Linked DNA regions of Mus musculus: region 1 is linked to region 2. The links are chromatin contacts, called in public Micro-C maps. All regions are on one chromosome and are shown on one strand. The core of a region is the stretch at or near the end of the contact, and the rest is flanking DNA. Distances in the headings are between cores, read along the strand shown.

Region 1 (2,700 bases), core at 87-2,586, 87 kb before region 2:
AGTCCACCTGGTTCAAACATGTTTATTTTTAGTGTTGGCACATAGTAGGTACACAGTATTCATGAAATTATAGCAACAAGAACCATGTTTTTAAACACCTGTTAACAAAAAAAAGTGAACGAAAGTCCATGCCTTAAGCCTTTTCTCTAAATTTCAAGAGTCTGGTTAACTGCACCCTGGGAAGTTCTTGATTAATGCACAGAGAGAATGAGGCTCCCAGGCTCCTCCCTAACAGCACCGGCCTCGTGTCCTCAGAGAGTTAGAGAAAAAGGCATATATAGGGAAGGCTGCACTACCCCATGCAGATAGAAACCCTGCGGTTTATCCTTTCACAGCTTCTGTTTACTCAGGCACCAGCCAGTGGCGGGTACCAGGACTCTCTTACCTGCTGAGGGGCACAGGGGGAGCGACACCCAGTGCTGAAGCTTAACCACCAGACACGTGAGTCTGGCTTGTGCCATTGTTATCTCAGCCCTGACCCTGGAAGCTAATGCCCCAGGTACACCCAGGGGCCGCCCTAAGGAAACGCAGTAAGGATGGCGTGGGGAGAGCCTCTGATCCCCAGCATAGCTGGGAAGAACCCAGGTCACAGGAGAGGCTATGTGGGTGAAACATGGGTATCCAACAGAAGCCCCAGATTTAATGATAGGTCTTTGGGAAGAATGACTGGATGAACCATCATTCAAGAATCCATTACCACGTTCACTGAGAAAAGTGTTCATGTATCATTTAGAGGGAAAAGCTGCAAGACTGACGTGTGTCTGAGTGCCAACGAGTCTGGCCACGGAGAGGATCTACGACCACGGAGCTCGTGTTTCAGGGTAGCAGCTATTGAGTCGACAGGCTAACACCCTCCCAGCTGGCACCTGAGTTGTCTTCTGAGTGGGGACAGTCGAGGTCTGGAGTCTGCAGAGTGACATTAGGTTGTATCTTTGTTTCCCAGGACATCCTGAGAAAACTGCTGAATCATTTAGTGGGGAATAACCACCCAGATATCACATCAGACCTAGAAAGCCAGGCAGAATACAAAACCACAGGAGGCTACATCTCCCCATAGGTGCCCTCATAGTGCGCGTGGTGTATCAGGACCGTAGTATACAAAGGGAGGGGGGCTGGTCGGGAACTACAGCAGGCATCTGCTGGGCAAGGACAGATGTGCTATTTCCAGATACTTCTGAAGAGACAAACAAACAAAGGCACAGGTGATCTGTGACCTTGATCTTCTGTGTAGCTGCAGTACCCTCTAATCTCCCTCTAGCACAGTACCATATCCAAAGGCTACCGGAGGCTCTACAGGGCAAGGGTCAACTGTGCTGTCAAGAGTCAATGCTAAGGCTGACAGTACACAGGCCAAGGGAGACACAAGGAAGTGAGCGGCAGCCTATGAGCGAAGCAACCACCCCGCCTATCTGGGAACTCCAGCTTGGACAGCTGTCAAATCTGGGGTCAAAGAATAAAAAGCAACTGATGGCAAGTTGCTTCTAAAATCAGGAGGGTTAAACATCTAATAAAGACAGGAAGAAGGAACTCATAGCATGTGGGTTCTTCCCTACTACCTCAATCTGCCAACACCCAAGGAACACACACTTTTGTTTATCTCCCAGGAAATTGCACAGGTTTCCCAGGACTGTCCCACAGTGTATACAGTTTGCCCTCATTTCAGTGGGTGACACCACTGTACCTCTTCATGCCTTACACCATGCACATGATGATGCCTACTGGCTAAACCCCTCTGAGCTCAGTAAGTCCTTCCCTCTGCAGTTCCCCAGGAGTACAAGTCCCAGGTGTTCTCTGCTCTGCTTTGCCATTACTTCTTGTGATGCACCCTTTTCCCAAAGTCAGCACTTGCTGTCTGGTCCTCTCTATTAGCCCTACATGTATGAGACAGCGGAGATGTAAGTGTTTCTTACTGCCATTTCTCCACTCTGCCCTAAAGAACACAGAAGGCGGGCTGGCGAGATGGCTCAGTGGTTAAGAGCGCAGACTGTTCTTCTGAAGGTCCCGAGTTCAAATCCCAGCAACCACATGGTGGCTCCCAACCGTCTGTAACAAAATCTGATGCCCTCTTCTGGAGTATCTGAGGACAGCTACAGTGTACTTACATAAAATAAATAAATAAATAAATAAATAAATAAATAAATCTTTAAAAAAAACAAAAACAAAAAAAACCACAGAAGGCTAACACATGCCAATCTACTGAGACAGCAACAAAATCCAGAGGCAAGAACATCTGTTAAGGCAGCCTGGTCTACACACCTAGCTCTAAGATGGCCATAGCCACATAGCAAGACACTATCTCAAAAGAAAACAAAAACCAAACCAACCCAACCAACCAATCAACCAACCACAGAAGCAATACAAGAACAAAGTCCTATCTGTGGGCTTCACTTAGCTCATATTACCAACCAAATGACAATCCCAGAAGGTCTGAGTTCAGTCCTGACCTGCAAGTGCTGAACTGGAACAAGGCTTTTCCACAACCTACCACTCTGATTCAGAATTTGAAAATGTCTTTTTGAGCATACTGGAAAGCCAGAAAACCCAGAGACACAGAACTGGTAACAGATGACAACAAAGGCCCTAGACCCATGTGTTCTAGGACAGGTACAAAGAGACACAAAAATAGCCTGGCATAGTGGCACATGCCTGGAAAACCAGCAGCTGGAAAACGGAGGCAGGAAGGATCATAAGTTCAAGGCT
Region 2 (2,745 bases), core at 130-2,629:
GAAAAAGGCATGAATGGGGAGGGAGGGAGGGAGGGCAGCCCCAGTCTGGTGGGGTCTAGAAAATTCTGCAGGTGTGAACACAGAACAGTGTAGGCAAACTGTGTAGCCCAGAGGACATCAGTTCCCACTAAACCAAGGACCCGGAAGGGCAAAAGATGCCCTAGAGTCACACAGCAGGGGATGGAGGGGTCAGAGAGCTGCTGGAATGTGTTCCTGGATCAAGCCACACTGAAAGGGAAATCTGCTGTGAGAAGGGGCGTGTGTGTTATACCTGCCCTTGCTCAGGGTCACTGTCTGCTAAACAGTTTTTAAGGAAGATGGGATGGGGGTGGGGGAGGCATTGAAAGCAAGCTTGGAGAGGTCAAGGGACTTTCCAGAGGTGACATGGCCAGTAAGGAGAGTTCAGCCATCTCTGCTTTCTTCCCGGCATTCTGCAGAGGGAGAGGATGGCACCAGGCAGATAAGCTGCAGAGTGACAGGCGCCATGGACACAAGCTTGACCACCACCTTCAGAAGCAGTGGCACGGAGGGCTGGGGTGAGATCCAAGGGAAATGGGGGGGGGGTCTCTGCCCCGCCCCGCCCCACCCCGCCCCTCGGGAGGTAGATTCTGACTTTGCAGAGTGCCTATAGCTGCCAGTCACTAGGAAAATGGGGATCAGTAAGCTGGATGGAGGCCACCAGAAAGCTGGGTTCAGGACCTGTAAGAATGCGATCCACTCACACCAGGAAGCAGCCCTGCTCTGAACCACTCTGTCCACTTGTGGCAGCAGCAAAGGTGCTGGTGCAGCTGGTGCAGAGCAGGGTCCACAACGCCTTAGGGTGGGCTGCTCCCAGGGGTGCTGCACCAGAGCCTGTATTTCTCTCCTCACTCCGCCCAGTCCCCTCCCTCTCGCCAGTGTCACTGTTCTCAGTGGCTCAAACCTCAGAGGAAAGAGGTGTCTAGCTTCGTAGACTGCCAGCCCTGAGGGATATTCTGGGCATCATGTGCCCCAGACCCAGGAGGGTATCATGCCTGGGAGACGGGGCAGCTGACCTCAGGAGTGGGAGAGTACCCCTGCTTCTGTCCCCTATGCACTTCTCTCCGTAGCCATCCAGCCCCTCCTCCTCAAGTCCTGCCACCACTCTGGTGGCCCTGGGGAGGAAGAAGCCAACCTCAAGCTTCCTGTCCATCAGAAGGGAGCAGGGTAGGGTATGTGTGTGTGTGTGTGGTCAGTCTGGCCTAGGATTAAGTCACTGAGAACCCCAAACACTGGTGCCAGGTGGAGGAGGGCTGGTCCAAGGTGCTGAAGTCCTGCCCCTCCAGCGACTCCGCAGCCCCTCCCTGGTCTCTGGGACTGTGCTTGTTGAGTATTGATTTTTTGACATGGAGCAACAGCCAGCCTTTATCGGCTGGACCCTGGCCCTTACTAATGGCAGATCTGGGTTCATCTGGGAAGAGCCTGCTATGGAGGGTGGGGCTTTTCCTCCCAGGGGGCCTCTCTCCGCCTGGGGCTTGTTCTGGGGAAGGGTTGGCTCTCACAGAAGGTGCATCGATAGCGTGTAATAGGTCAAGGGATGCCAGGTGGAAGGCATCTCTTGCTCATCCCAGGACCCTGTATGGTTCAGAGCCAGAATTCTAGGTTCTTGGAGGGAGACACCACCTTTGTCCCTTTAGGGCACAACCAAAGCAGCCAGACTAGCAGGAGGAACCATGGCAACGGTGACCTGTGCACCCACTCACCCCTCAAAGGACACACCAATCCCTTGGAGGATTGTGTACCATGCCAAGGCAAGGAGCTCTTTTCTACGCAGCCGGCATCCCTGAGGAGGCTGAGGCATGGTTTCCTCCCCCTAGCATAGGGACAGAGCTCTAAGCTCTCAGCTTAGAGCCCCCACATCTCCCTGCCTACTTATGATGGCACGGACAACCTGGTCTTGCCCAGAGCTTGGCTTCACCTGGCTCCAGCTCAGTGCACCCACCTGCCTTATCTTCATTCCATTGCTCTCTGGGGCCACAGGTGCTGGTCTGAGCGGTCAGGGTGGGTATGAGGGTCTGGGAAGTGGTGGCAGTTGCCAAGCTGACAGTGAGGTGGGAGCTGGGGAGCCAGTGTGTCAGGGCACAGCTACCACTTAGAGCACACTGGCCTTTCAGGGCCTGAGCACACAGACCAAAGGCCCCTACAAAGGATGTACAAGACTCCCAGACACTCTGAGTTTCAAGCCTCTGCCTCAGGGTGAGTTAGGCTCTGTGGGGGATGGGAGACAAACAGGTTTAGGGACTTGTTAGCTTTTCCTCGGAAGAGCCATCTGCAATAGCCTCTGCCTTCAAGGCTTCTGTCAGCTTGGAGGCCGGAATCACATCAGGACACTGGAAGTTCAAACCCAAGCCTCTGACCTGGCTCTGTCCTTCCTTAAGTTCCCTGACGGGGAAAGGAAGAGGGATGACATTGTGAGGGGCTGGTAGGCATTCAGGAAAGGGGAGCACAAAGCAGGCTGGTCCTGACCTACATCCATGTCTCCTGCGGCAGCTCCCTGCTGGCCTGGAACTGGGCAGCCAGCGGTGGCTGGGCATTGGAGCTTGTCCCGGGGCACCTGTCCCACCTTCCCACAATCTACAAGTGACCTAGAATACATCGTGACCTGGGTTTGGGAGACTCTGCAGTTTGGTGGCTCTGTGAGTGTCAGTGGAGCATGTTGGTCAAGCCTGCTGGGCTCAGGGACTTCTTACAGCATCCTGTGGGGTCTGCATCTGTTAGAACGACTTC

The links. Hi-C and Micro-C count contacts between places; a contact is called where the count stands out from the background.
Region 1: a Micro-C map of the G1E-ER4 cell line shows a contact between it and region 2, with 4 times the contacts expected there. The contact joins two enhancer-like sites. A contact is called at or near these places in 1 of 39 promoter capture datasets (embryonic stem cells), 1 of 484 Hi-C or Micro-C datasets (the G1E-ER4 cell line), 1 of 115 datasets of contacts at active chromatin or transcription factors (embryonic stem cells) and 3 of 9 other capture datasets (adipose tissue, embryonic stem cells and liver).

The regions. Positions count from the first base shown.
Region 1 is chr8:122,403,992-122,406,691 of GRCm38.p6, reverse strand. The region is part of intron 8 of Zc3h18 (zinc finger CCCH-type containing 18); the gene reads right to left. Among named protein-coding and RNA genes, the nearest start is that of Il17c, 17 kb to the left of the region's middle. Within about 2 kb of position 1,336, at least 12 of the 459 cell types and tissues checked have an H3K27ac peak or open chromatin away from gene starts, as enhancers often do. A contact at or near this core is called in the G1E-ER4 cell line, where this site is marked.
Region 2 is chr8:122,316,730-122,319,474 of GRCm38.p6, reverse strand. The region is part of intron 3 of Zfpm1 (zinc finger protein, multitype 1); the gene reads right to left. Among named protein-coding and RNA genes, the nearest start is that of Gm46056, 26 kb to the left of the region's middle. RefSeq lists an enhancer at 1-5. Within about 2 kb of position 1,379, at least 41 of the 459 cell types and tissues checked have an H3K27ac peak or open chromatin away from gene starts, as enhancers often do. A contact at or near this core is called in the G1E-ER4 cell line, where this site is marked.